2 separate regions of the Macaca mulatta genome follow, and region 1 is linked to region 2. Evidence: chromatin contacts called from public Hi-C data. All regions are on one chromosome and are shown on one strand. Each heading gives the region's core, a stretch centred on a gene start, on an enhancer-like site or on the middle of the called end of the contact. The rest is flanking DNA. Distances are from core to core; before and after follow the strand shown.

The links. A called contact is a pair of places that touch in the nucleus more often than the background predicts.
Region 1: a contact with region 2 is called in a Hi-C map of fetal cortex germinal zone, with 2.8 times the contacts expected there. The contact joins the enhancer-like site here to the promoter of ITFG1 in region 2. A contact is called at or near these places in 2 of 14 Hi-C or Micro-C datasets (fetal cortex germinal zone and fetal cortical plate).

What each region holds. Positions count from the first base shown.
Region 1 is chr20:43,459,874-43,466,537 of T2T-MMU8v2.0, reverse strand. No RefSeq gene overlaps it. Among named protein-coding and RNA genes, the nearest start is that of ABCC12, 96 kb to the left of the region's middle. Within about 2 kb of position 4,292, at least 7 of the 40 cell types and tissues checked have an H3K27ac peak or open chromatin away from gene starts, as enhancers often do. A contact at or near this core is called in fetal cortex germinal zone, where this site is marked.
Region 2 is chr20:42,887,346-42,893,480 of T2T-MMU8v2.0, reverse strand. ITFG1 (integrin alpha FG-GAP repeat containing 1) reads left to right here and starts at 2,376. Exons shown (of 16, transcript XM_077987196.1): 1 at 2,376-2,594; 2 at 4,256-4,328. The coding sequence starts at 2,387. PHKB (phosphorylase kinase regulatory subunit beta) reads right to left here and starts at 2,093. Exons shown (of 32, transcript NM_001261044.1): 1 at 2,002-2,093.

The DNA of each region.
Region 1 (6,664 bases), core at 3,043-5,542, 570 kb before region 2:
TGATAATAGCCCTTCCCCCAAACTCGAGTCCCTCTGTAAAGCTAATGAAAGGCCATGGGGCTATGGGGGTGGAGAGGAGCCTGACTCTGCTAAGGTCCAGACATAGATTGCCAGCCATTCCTGCAGATAATACCACTATTGTCGATTGGCCTTTTGAGGTAGCTTTTCAGGTTTTTTGAATGTCTGACACCTATGGTTCCAACCCAACCCACTGACCCCACTCCTGTGACCCACCCAGAAGCAATTCAGCATGCAGGAGGACAGCGTCCATCCCCCCAGCCCCATGTGATTTCATCTCTGACCCAACCAATCAGCAGAAAGCACTCATTACCTGGCCGCCCTCACCTCTTCTCCCAGACTGCCTTTGGAAAACCCCTAACTATGGGCCTTCAGGGAGATTGATTTGAGTAATACTCCATCTTCCATGTGGTGTAACTGGCCTCGTGTCAATTAAACTCTTTCTTTACTGCAATGCCATGGTCTTTAATTGTTCAGTGAGCAGGAAGAACCTGTTGGGTGGTTACAAGATGGAGAGTTATTGGAAAGGGAATGAACCAGAGGAAAATGAAACCACCTTTGGAAAATTATGACTGAGACAGCGAAAGAGATCTAATTTAACTGACTCCGTCTTGCTTCTAACTGTCCTTGTTCATTCCTGGGCATAGGCTGAACTAACTTTGGGAGAAACTTAGTTTAGTTTATAGTTTAAACAAAGATGGTAACAGTCCTTCCCCAAAGCAGACCTCCTTCTTGCCTGGGGACTAGAGTGCATTTGTAGGACTAACATTAGCCACAAGATTAGAAATTATGGTTTAGAAGTCATGCAACTGGAGGCTACAAGATTCTAACTCTCCCTAAACTGCTCCTAAGATCAGTGCTTGAGATATTTCACAGAACCTGCACTTGACGGATCAGCTGGCCCACCCAGATCAACAAACTGGCTCTTTCGATCTTGTGGCCTCCACCCAGGAACCGACTCAGTGCAAGAAGACAGCTTCGACTCCCTATGATTTCATCTCTGACCATTCAGCACTCCCTGCTCACTGGCTTTTCTCCACCCACCAAGTTATCCTTAAAAACTCTACTCCCTGAAAGGTTGGGGAGACTTATTTGAGTAATAATAAAACTCTGGTCTCCTGCACAGCCGGCTCTGTGTGAATTACTCTCTCTCTATTGCAATTCCCCTGTCTTGATGAATTGGCTCTGTCTAGTCAGTGAGCAAGGGGAACCCTCTGGGTGGTTACAAAAGGGCAGGAGGTGACACAGAAAAATAGGGTCTGGAGGCAGGGAGCATGAGGCCAACTCACACTTCACCTACAACAGGAAATATCCTCTCCATAGAGCATACACCAAGTAAATGACTTTGTAACTTTACTTCATCCTCTTCATTTACATAGGGCATACCCCAAGTCAAGGGTAGCTAAATTCTCAAAAACTCTGTAACACAGCCTTTGAGCACCTATGCTCAGGCCCGTGCCCACACTGTGGAGTGTACTTTCATTTTCAATAAATCCCTTCATTCCTTCCTTGCTTTGTACGTTTTGTCCAATTCTTTGTTCCGGACACCAAGAACCTAGACACCCTCCACCAGTAACAGAGGGAAGGGTTTGCTTCTTCTTTTGCTGTGGCCCTACCCATTGTGCTTTCTCATCTCTGTTTTGCAAGCAGCCTTCTTAAGAAGGAGGGAATGAATAAAGTAAAATAAAAGCTTTTTGGTTTCTACTAGACTCTTTCACTTACCACTAACTTCCACAACGAGCAACCGTGTTCCCTTTCTTCTGCTGTAAGAGTGTTAGCAGTAGTGAATACGGATCTGCAGCAACTCGGTCCTTGCCTCCTCAGAGGAAAGAATTTGTCTGAAGGTCATAAGGCAGAGTAAGGGACTGAGGCAAGTTTTAGAGCAGACATAAAAGTGTATTTAAAAAGATTTAGAGCAGGAATGAAAGGAAGTAAAGTACACTTGGAAGAGGGCCAAGCAGGTGACTTGAGAGATCAAATGTGTGGTTTGACCTTTGACTTGGGGTTTCATACGTTGGCATGCTTTGGGGGTCTTGCATCTCTTGTCCTCTGGTTCTTCCCTTGGAGCAGGCTGTCCACATGCACAGTGGCCTACCAGCACTTGGGGGGGACCACGTGCACAGTGTGTTAACTGAAGTTGTGCACATGCTCACTTGAGACATCCTTCCCTTACCAGATGAGTGTTCCTAGAGGAAGGTCATATGCCAGGTAATCTCCACCATTTGCCTCTTAATGCGCATGCTTGAGTCCACTAGCCCAACTCCTGAGATCAGGAAGCTGCCGATCATCAGCCTCAGGTGTTTTCTATCTATTGAGATACTGCCTTTCCCTGATGCTGGCTGTGACCAATGATTATTTTAGAGAGACAGTTTAATAATTACCCGACCATCGCCTGATGGTCACCTGACATTCCTGGTGGAGGGGCCCCCTCCTGCCCTGCTTATGTCTTCCTAACTACCTACTCCAATAAAAGGAGTAAAAGGAGGAGAGAAGTAGCATCAGGAAGGCAGCCATCCTTCACCTGCAGAGGGAAAGTTTCACTCGGCAGCAGGAAAGAGCCCCTTGGGGCTTACAGAGGCTTGCCTGTGGGGCTGCTCTGGTGCGCACTCTGGTAGCAAAGCTCTGCCATCAAGTGGAAGATGCATGCTGATGGGCAGCCCCAGGAGTGGATGTTCTGCTCCCATACAGAGTCCAAGGGTGAAAGCTTCACACTTAACTCAGACATTTCCCAGGCAGGCGCTTCCAAGCGTCTCTTTGCCACAATAGCAGTGAGAATTGGGGGGTAGCCTTTCTACAGGGAGCCTGGCACTCTGCTGGCAGGAGGAAATGACATCTTGAATGACTTTGTGGTAGAGATGCATCTCTGGAATGTTCCTATACAAAGCCTGTGTCCCTAGGCAACCCCAGCTTAATGCAGCCTTTAGACTCAGGGTCCTCCAGGCTTGGCCTGTCTTAGTCTGTTCCTGCTGCCATAGAAAAATACCACAGATGGAGTAATTCATAAATGATAAAAGTTTATTTCTTCATCCATGTCCAAAAGCTAGGAAGTCTGAAGTCAAGGTGCCAGCAGATTCAGTTGCTTCCTTGTTGCTGTGTCCTCCAGAGAGGATGAATGCTGTGTCCTCACTTGGCAGAAGGGACAGGATGACCAGCCAGCTCTCGGAAGCCTCTTTATAAAGGCATTAATCCCATTCACAAGGATGGAGCCCTCATGCCTAATCATCTCCCACCATCACTTTGGGATTTAAGTTCCAACATGAATTTTGGATGGATATGTACATTAAAATCTTAGCAGCCACCAATCCACCATCCTGGAGGCTCCAAGAGCTTCTCATGTGATTTACTGATGACTGCTGTGCACCTGCCAAATTCAGGATCTGCTCACCTGTAGCTGCACGGCCCAGCGAGGAAGGGAGGATCTATTCCTCTCTGCCCCCATCCTAATTCCTTGGCTATCCATTAGGGCCTTAATGACTAAGTATGGGGCTGGAGCTTTGGAAAGATTATGAGTCTGCCAAACCCCTTTGCATCAGTTAGGGCTCTGGGCTACGTGTGACAGAAAGCAACTTTAGCCTCTTTATATAAACGAAGATGTAACAGGCAGGAGCTGTTCTACCACAAAGAGGATGTCATGGCCCTTACAACCTCCACCATTGCTATGATGAATGACCTCTAACCATTTGCAGTTTTGCTTTTAGCATTTCCTCAACATTCAAAGTCTGTGGGGAAGACACCTCTCCCAAATGTCCTGGGATGGGTTTGGCTCCCTTCATCTCTGCAGTAAAAGTGAACATCTAAAATTATTTTGCACTAAGATTGCCCACAGTGGGGAGGGAAAGGAAGTAATTCCCCAGTGGGAAAGAGGCAGGCTATTAGGGAAAGGGTGGATGCCAGGTAACCAAAGATGATGGGGCGCCACTACCTAGCTGGCCCCAGCCTCCCCCTTGCAAAAGGCAACCAAAAGAAGCACACCGTGGAAAGTGTGTAAACTCTCCTAGTTTCATCCTGTTTGCCTTTTTTCTTTTATTGTCTTTTGAATGTAATAGGGGCAGCATCGCATAGAAACCGCCCCCACCCCCCGGATTAGCAGGTACCACCAGCCCTGGATCTTCCAGCCTGGTGCCTTCTTCTGTGAAATGGGGTGGGTCCTGTCAACTCTGCAGAGTTGCTGAGAGGCTGAATGAGGAAACAGGTGTGGACGTTCTTGAAGAGCAAAGCACGTCCTGCAATTGAGAGATATGAAACTAGCTCTGAATGGACCAGCTGTGCCTGTTCACCAGCTTTTCATTTCCTCCCACCCTCACCGCCTTTGCATTTGCTTTGACTCTGATTGATTTGGTTAGTTTCACCCTGCTTTATTCCACAGAGGGTTTGGCTTTCAGGTGGCAGGATTTCCTCATTAGTTCCCTGGCAGGCCTGTTTGAGCTCACTTCCTGGCCTCTGGGATTTCATGGGGGCTTTTGTCCTCCTCCTTTGCATTCTACGTGCAGCTGCTCCAAGAGCTGGGATGAACGTGGGGGTGACCTTCTGGTGGGCAGCCTTTTTCCAGCACCCACAAGTGACCAGTCCAGGGCACCCTTTCCTCCTGCAGAGTCACTGCCCACCCTAACTCATGGTCCCACTCTCTCTCCTCTTTCCTCTCCTTCCCTTCATCCTCCTTTACCTCCCCTTCCTCCTGTTCCTTTTCCTTCTCTTCTTCTTCTTCCTCTTTCTGCCCTTCCTCTCCCTCCTTCCACTTCTCCTCCTTCTTTCCCTGTCCCTCCTCTCCTTTCTCTCTTCCCCCTACTCTTCCTCCATTCCCTCCCTCTCCCCTCCCTCCTCCTGCTTCCCCTCCTCTTCCCTCTCTCTCCCCCTCCTCTGCCTCCTTCTCCTAAATGCAGCTACATTTGGACCCCTGCAATCCAGCAGGCTGAGTAAGATGCTGGCAGCACCTCTATCCTCTCTGGTCACAGGGGCTGGATGTTACACACCTTCCCAATCTATTGCCTTCCAATACCATGTCCTTCTAATGTCACAGTAGCAGAGATTCTCCTTGGGACAGAACCATGGAAGAGCAACACTCCTGAGTCCTTTTGAAAAGATCACCCAACAACAAAATTCAGCCACTTAAGAGAGAAGTCCAGATAAAGAACTAACGGTGGAGAAAAAACAGGAAAGGGGCAGGTTCTGAGCATTGGAGCCACACAAATATCAACCGGGACTAAGTAAGTTGGAAATTATAATCACAGACTAACTTGTGAATGTCATAAATCTTGAAAACTTAAAAAAAACTAACAAAAATAGAGAGAGGTAGTGCTAATTTCCATGTCTTCCATAGAATGAAATGTATAAACATTATTTTAAATTTGTATACATAGCTAAAACATATGATTTCAACCTTTTCCAGTTTTCATTGTCATTATCATATTATTTATTTTTATTTTTATTTTTTTTTTTGAGACAAGATTTTGCTGTGTTGCCCAGGCTGGAGTATAATGGCTCACTGCAGCCCTGACCTCCCAGGCACAAGGGATCCTCCCATCTCAACCTTCCAACTGGCTGGGACTACAGGCATGCACCACCAAGTCTGGCTAATTTTATTGTATTTTGTAGAGACAGAGTTTCTCCATGTTGCTCAGGATGGTCTCAAACTCCTGGGCTCAAGTAATCAATCCAAATCAGCCTCCCAAAGTGCTGGGATTATAGGCATGATCCACCATGCCCAGCTCATTATCATTTTAAGCTAAGAGGAATCTTTCAGCAATTAATACCTCTGGTGGTTTAGAAAATTTTACCTGAAATTCATAAATATTTTCAGTTTAATCACCATTTGTTTTCCTAAATTCAAGTAAAATTAAATTAAATTTATTTTTAAAAATAGTATGCATCACCTACTTCAGAGAAATGTATTTTAGTTGATTCGTCTGCCCTCCTATCTGTATATATGCAAAAGAGAAAGAGGTATGTAGAGTGATATTCTTGCAACTTTTAAAATAGTCACATTATTTTAATGATATCTATTTCTGGGGGCTAGATTCAGGGTAACTCTTTTACTTTCTTCTTTATAGATTTGGCATTACTTCAAATCTTTATAATAAACACAAACTATTAAAAATATAATCATTACTCTCAAAAAAAGCATTCATCCTATAGAAGAGAACTCTGGGTTAATTGGAAAATCTGCTATATGAATGAATAATTTAACATGGATTCTTAGGTAACATGCATAGTTATTCATGTTTACATAGACTATTTGAATATATCTAGAAATCCTGCTGACTTATAACTCGGACGCATATTTTTTAAGTTTAAAGATTTCCAATTTAGGAGTTCCTCCGTCTGCTAATGGATGGTGGTATCATTGTTACAGTATGACATTTGGAGTTCACTGATCTATGCTGGGGAGCAGAGCTGGGGATAAAATTGGGGCAGAGGGGGTAAGAATGAACTCTTTGTATTAAAAGCAAATGAATGTATTATGATCGGTACCGCCAGAGTGCAGCCTAAAGGGAACAGGCAATGAATTAATGATGTGGCAGAGCAGCCACACAGAAAGGTTCCTGTCAGAGTGACAGCAAGCCTAACATTGTGACTTAAGGCCCTGTTTTTATGCCCCGACCACCTCCAGTTTGGGCTTGATATAGTGACAGCCCCATGCTTTAAGATT
Region 2 (6,135 bases), core at 1,127-3,626:
ACTAATTTGGAGTAATGAATTCAAGTGGTATCTCTTTTTACTACTAGGATGTAAACATACAGGAACATTCAACATTGATACTATGCACTTTGCATATAAAAGTGGATTTACATAACTGCATTCAACAACAGTTAACACTAAAATTTTTTTTCTCAGCTAAGAAAAGAGAAGTAAGGTTTTCAAAGCTTACTGTTAATGGCATGCATTTCAGAGGAAACAAAGACTAACAAAGAAAATAAACTCTACGTGCTTATGAAAGGAAAAGAGAAATCTTGCAAAAATATATGTTGGGGGCAGTACTCAGGTCCCTGTAAGAAAACTCCGGTTACTCTCTGTTTAGATATAACCAATCCAATAACACTTTTATATCCAGATAGCCACATTGTTAGTAGCCAACTCAGTATTTCTATATGACTCAAAAACAATTTAAGAAAAAGTGTGAAACAAATACATCTAACTATTCCAAGTCACTTTATTGATTTTTAGTAGTACTAAGGACTACTTTTTGAAAAAATTACCTCATACTTCACAGTTGGTAATTTTACTATAACTCTGAGTAAATAAAGCTCAACTTTTTGTAAGGTATAAAAAACAGAATGTTGGGTGTATGATTTCTGAAATTAGATTTTCAGAAATTAGATTTACTTTCTCCAAATTAAAAAAAAAAAAAAAAAATGTGCACAACAGACAACTAAGAACTTCATAAATGGGAAAAGCCCAAAACATAAGGAGGACATATTAGCTGAGAAAATAATTTCTTTTTTTCCTTTTTTTTTTTTTTTGAAACGGAGTCTCCCTCTGTCACCCAGGCTGGAGTGCAGTGGTGTGACCTCCACTCACTGCAGCCTCTGCCTCCCAGGTTCAAGCAATTCTCCTGCCTCAGACTCCCGAGTAGTTGGGGTTACAGGTGCCCGCCACCACGCCCAGCTAAGCTTTGTATTTTTAGTAGAGATGGGGTTTTACCAGATTGGCCAGGCTGGTCTCGAACTCCTGACCTGAGGTGATCCGCCCACCTCGGCCTCCCAAAGTGCTGGGACTACAGGCATGAGCCACCGCATCCGGCCGAAAATAATTTCTTAATATCAATGCAAGTGCAAAGTTAATTTTCCTAGCTAAGGCCTTTCACACTACCGCCCCCCCAATGATGCAGTTCTTTAAAAGGGAAGCTCCTTAGTTGAAAACCTGTATTCTGCCTTCCACCTTTCCTGTTTAAGTACATGCTTTTTGCTCAAGATTATATCCAGCCAGCCAGGAATACGGGAAGTTTTAATCCCAGCTTTTAGGAGTCATCAGCCACAAGTGCTGATAATGCCACAAGTCATGACTTGCAGTTTGAACAAGTCAGTTCGGGACACTTGAAACTGTTAAAACTGCCTGCAAGGCACCTTCTGACCTCTACGCTTTCTGGCTTGGTAACCACACAACCTGGAACCACTTAAGGAGCCCCTTTTCCTTCTGAGCCCTAACTATGCACTTCAAGATCTGAGGCCCAGTCTCCTTCAATTTCTGCTAGACAGATGACAGGTCTACTGCTTAGAACCTGTGGGAATGTAAAAGGGATATAAGACATAAGGCAAGGAGCAGACGCCGGCTTTCTGCAGCCCGATCGTAGTTACATCTGACTTGATCTGATTAAGCTATCTGACTTTTGGGGAGAACATTCACAGGGAGGACACATTCCCTTTCCCAGGAATGTGCCGCCGCCAGATTTTTAAGTTAGAAGACTCTAAGGGAAGTCCGGACCGCTGCCTACTTTCCGAGTGGGGATCATAAGTTGAATAGAGTCGGGGGCACACACACAATGGAGTAGGCACCACCACCTAATTTTTAGAGGTGGATGAAGATATCAGAAGCAAGGTCAGGGCCGCCAACTGTTTCTAAGGGAGAACTCGGGGCACAGGTTCATTCCCAGGGCCCCCGCCTGCCTCCCACCAAGGTGCTTGAGGATGAAGCACCACCCCAGGTACTCGGGGAGGGGGGCGGCGCCCCAGCCAGCCAAACCTGAGCGCTTGGTCCGAGCTCTTCGCTCCAAGACCTTCCAGCTCACTTCGGCCGTGAGCCCCGCCGCCCCCGCCATCGCGCTCCAGCCGCCGCCTTGGCCACCGCCCCCGGGGCCGCCTGTCAGCAATGCCCGCTCGGCCACGCCCCCCGCACGACACTGTCGGGAGGCGCGCCTGCCGGAAGTGAGCGTGAGGGCGGCTTTCACCCTAGCTCCACTGTCTTTTTAGCGTCGGAAGGGCAGCCCTAGTGGGAGAGAGAAAAAGGATCCGGCAGCGGCTCTTACGCGTCCCGGGGCTGCTAGTCACTCTCTCGGCCGGTAACGCGGTGCTTTACGGCTGCCGTCAAGCGCGGCGCTGGGCCGGCGGGCGGGGGCCGAGGGGCTGCCATGGCGGCGGCGGGCCGGCTGCCGAGCTCCTGGACGCTCCTGTCGCCTCTCCTCACGGGGCTTGCACTACTGGGAGTCGGGCCGGTCCCAGCGCGGGCGCTGCACAACGTCACGGCCGAGCTCTTTGGGGCCGAGGCCTGGGGCACCCTTGCGGCTTTCGGGGACCTCAACTCCGACAAGCAGACGGACCTCTTCGTGCTGCGGGAAAGTCAGTGCTTGCCGGGCCCTCCCTCTGTTCGCTGTCCGTGTGCCCCTCCCGGTGTTCCCTAAACCCATTGCCCAGTGGCCGGTCTTTTAGCATTTCCTGGCCTTTCTCTCCCAGCCCTGTGGCCTTCCCTTTAGCATTATTGACAGTTTGCCCTTTTGCACCACCCTTTCCAACCCCAAGTTCTGACCCAGCCACCCTACAGTTTGACCTACCCCCTGACAGCACCCCAGTTTTTTGCCTAAGAAGTCTGCAGCCTTCTCCCAGTCACCCTTCCCCCTCCTCCCTATGGAATCACCTGCCTTCCAAAGTGCTTCCTGATTCTTAGGAATCTTTGTAGCTTGCCTCAACGTTCGCTCCTAAGGCCCTCTCATTCCATTCTATTTTGCTTCAGTCTTCCTTCCCCGTTGATGAACAGGAAAAGGTGCAGCTTGACAATGTCTTCTCATAGGGGGCTTCTCCTTGCCTCCCCACCTACCTAATTCGCCCCCCGCCCCCCCTTTGTCAAGGCCACAGCTTTCTTTGAAGCAAATGTACCCTTCCAAGGGCGTAAACACTCAACAGCTCACACAAGCATTTTGCAGGGACCACTGATAAAACCAATGCCTCCTTGGGAAAGCAGTCTCAAACTACAGAAATTTCTCTCTTGAGCTGCCTGTTCTTTCGTGTACACTTTCCTCACCTTGGTCATCACTTTAGTGTTCCAAATCTCTACTTTCTTTGCTAACTTGTTCTTGGAAATTATTTCCTTTGACCATCATTAAACTAACTTTTTTATAAATCTTAATGCTGACAGTGGGCATTAGGGGGTCTTAGCGTTCTTGAGTACCTACAGAAGTAGGTGCTGCTTAAAGATCAATGCCACGAAGGAAGGAAGGAAGAGCTACTCAGAGCTTGTCTGACAGGATCCTAAACCAGACTTCTTGGGGCCCTTGCCAGGATGCAGGAGCCTCTTACGGACCCTGAATATTTTCCCAATCTTTTTGACTCCTCATTTTGCAATGTACTGCCAAAAACTTGTTGCCACTCTGTCCAAACTGGATACAGAGAGTAGCATTGACTTTAAAGATGGCCTGTGTTTGATTAAACAATTCCAAAAGTCTGTCTCAATGAGTGCTAATTGAGCTCCAAGAATGTGTCAGCCTCTAGAGGATGGCCCAATAGGAGAAGGGTCTTGGAGGATTCAGCGTTTTATGCTCACATGCTTAATTATGTCCTTGTCAGATATCTACAGTGGGAGTCCCTGCATCTTTGGTGTGATGCATCTGTGTAATGAACCAAACAGCGTTACAAGAGGCAGCATTGCTAGATTCGGGGAAGACAAGTCTTGACATGTAGTATAGTTATAAGGCATCTTCTTTATATGGTTCTTTTAAGTCAACCAATCTGACTCCTTGCAGAATCCACTGGCTTCAGTTTCTCTTGATCAGCTGCTTTTTCCCATGTTCATCCTTTCTATTCCTCTGCTACTTTGAACATTGAACTTGTGATATAATGTTAGGCCTCTCCATTGGCCTAGTGGAACTATCCTTGAGAGGGCAGATGAACTGGAGTAGAATAAAAGTTTTCTTGTTGAAAACAGTGCCCAGAAACCTTCTTGTAACCACTGATGGGGTATCTTACCAAGAAACATTTTTCTAATATCATATATTTGTTTCCTTTAGGAAACGACTTAATCGTCTTTTTGGCAGACCAGAATGCACCCTATTTTAAACCTAAAGTAAAGGTATCTTTCAAGTAAGTACAAATATGATTATTTTGAAAAAACATTAGTCATTAATGTAATAATGGATATGCCGTAGCTGATTGGATTGTCTTTAAAGTCAGCCTTACCTGTAATGTTGGGATGCAAAACCACTAGTTGTGAGATATGAGTAGGAAGTGATTTTTTTGGAAAAATAGTGAAAATACCAAAGTTTAAAAATGACTTTAAAGAAATAAATTTAAGTGGATCCAGGTTTGTTTCTATATAAACACCCTTTATTTCCTTGCAATCTCATACCCCTTCTTGAATGTGTCTCGTTCTGTGCCTCATCTTGAGGGAGCAGTTACTCACAGTAGTCTCATTGTGTTAGCCATGTGTTGTGTTTTGTGGAAGAGTGGCCTATTTTGCAGTGGGGAAAAAGTCAGTGTTCTAATTTTTTTTGTTTAATTGACTGATAGATGGTGAGTTTTTAAGGTTGACTTGGAAAGAATTCAAATTTGGTTATCTGAATCTTTTAAATGTTCAAGTAATAGTTATTTTTCTTTTCTGTGGTTGGCATTGCATGAAACAGTGACCACTCCCACACCTCTACCTCCATGATAGTGACCCAACACAGTTTTGAAACTACATTCATTTGAAACTACAAACTACATTTGGAGCAAGCATTTGTGATAGTGTGAATTCAAGCAAGAAGAGATGGGTCAGTGCAGGCCAAAGGGGCAGCTTCCAGAGTCGTGGAACTTGAGCTTGACCTCAGTATAAGTAAAAAGTTAGATGAAGACTTTTAACTTTGGGGACAGAGCATTTATAAGAGATAAAAGTAACAACAGCATGTTGTGAATAGGAGGTAGAAAGATCTGCCTGACAAAAGTGGAAGGTACACTTCAGGGAGTTAAGGACTAAGAACATGAGATAAGAAGCTTTCATGAGACTGGTAGCCTTCAGAAATATCAAAAAGACTTTGAACGCAGTCCCATTAGAAGAGGGGAATCATCAGGTCCTTGTGCAAAGGAGAGATGATGAAAACAGTATTTTAAATTGATTTCCTTGTAAACTAGGTCCAGAATGAATTGGTTTATAGAAGATTACAAGACTACTTAGGAAACTGTTTTTAAAAAGTCCCTGTGTGGACTAATTAGTTCTCAGACTCTACAGTATTTTAAGTAAACTCAAACTCATGTTAAAAAAAAATGGCCTTGAACAAGAACTTTGAGGGGAAAGTTATAAATGGATAAACAGGAACTTATTTCCCTTGAAAAGTGTTCCTGGGTAGTGAATGTCAGCATGCTTGGAGTGGGGAAGAAACTGAAGTTGATGAGTGTATATGAGAAGTGGACTAACTGCATAGAGGTGATTTTTTTTCTGATTAGAAATTAAGGAAATTTAAAGGATGTAAATGGCATATGTTCTGATAAGTTAAAACAAATATTCCAATTAAATTTTTAATGAATGCAATGTACTTTCAAAACTTAGAAACTCTTGTTTGTGTTTTAATTTAGAATATTTTTCAAAGGAAAAATAATCTGTTCTTCACCCTTATACTCCCCCACACCTCTATTTCTCTCTCAGATGGAACCACTTTTAAAACCTGTAGCTGATTCTTCTAGTGTTTATTACCATATTTTAAAATAAAATTTTACACTAATTTCTTGAATTATCATTGTTATTCATTTCTTGTTTTTTATTAACTTAATTTGTCTACATTGTCCCAGTGTAGTTAAATCATAATTTTTTGTTGAATCAGTAATCATTGTTTACATTTTAACCATGTAGTGTCTATGTACTTCAAAACCAAATAATGTACAGTATTTTTTTTTTTTTTTGAGACGGAGTCTCACT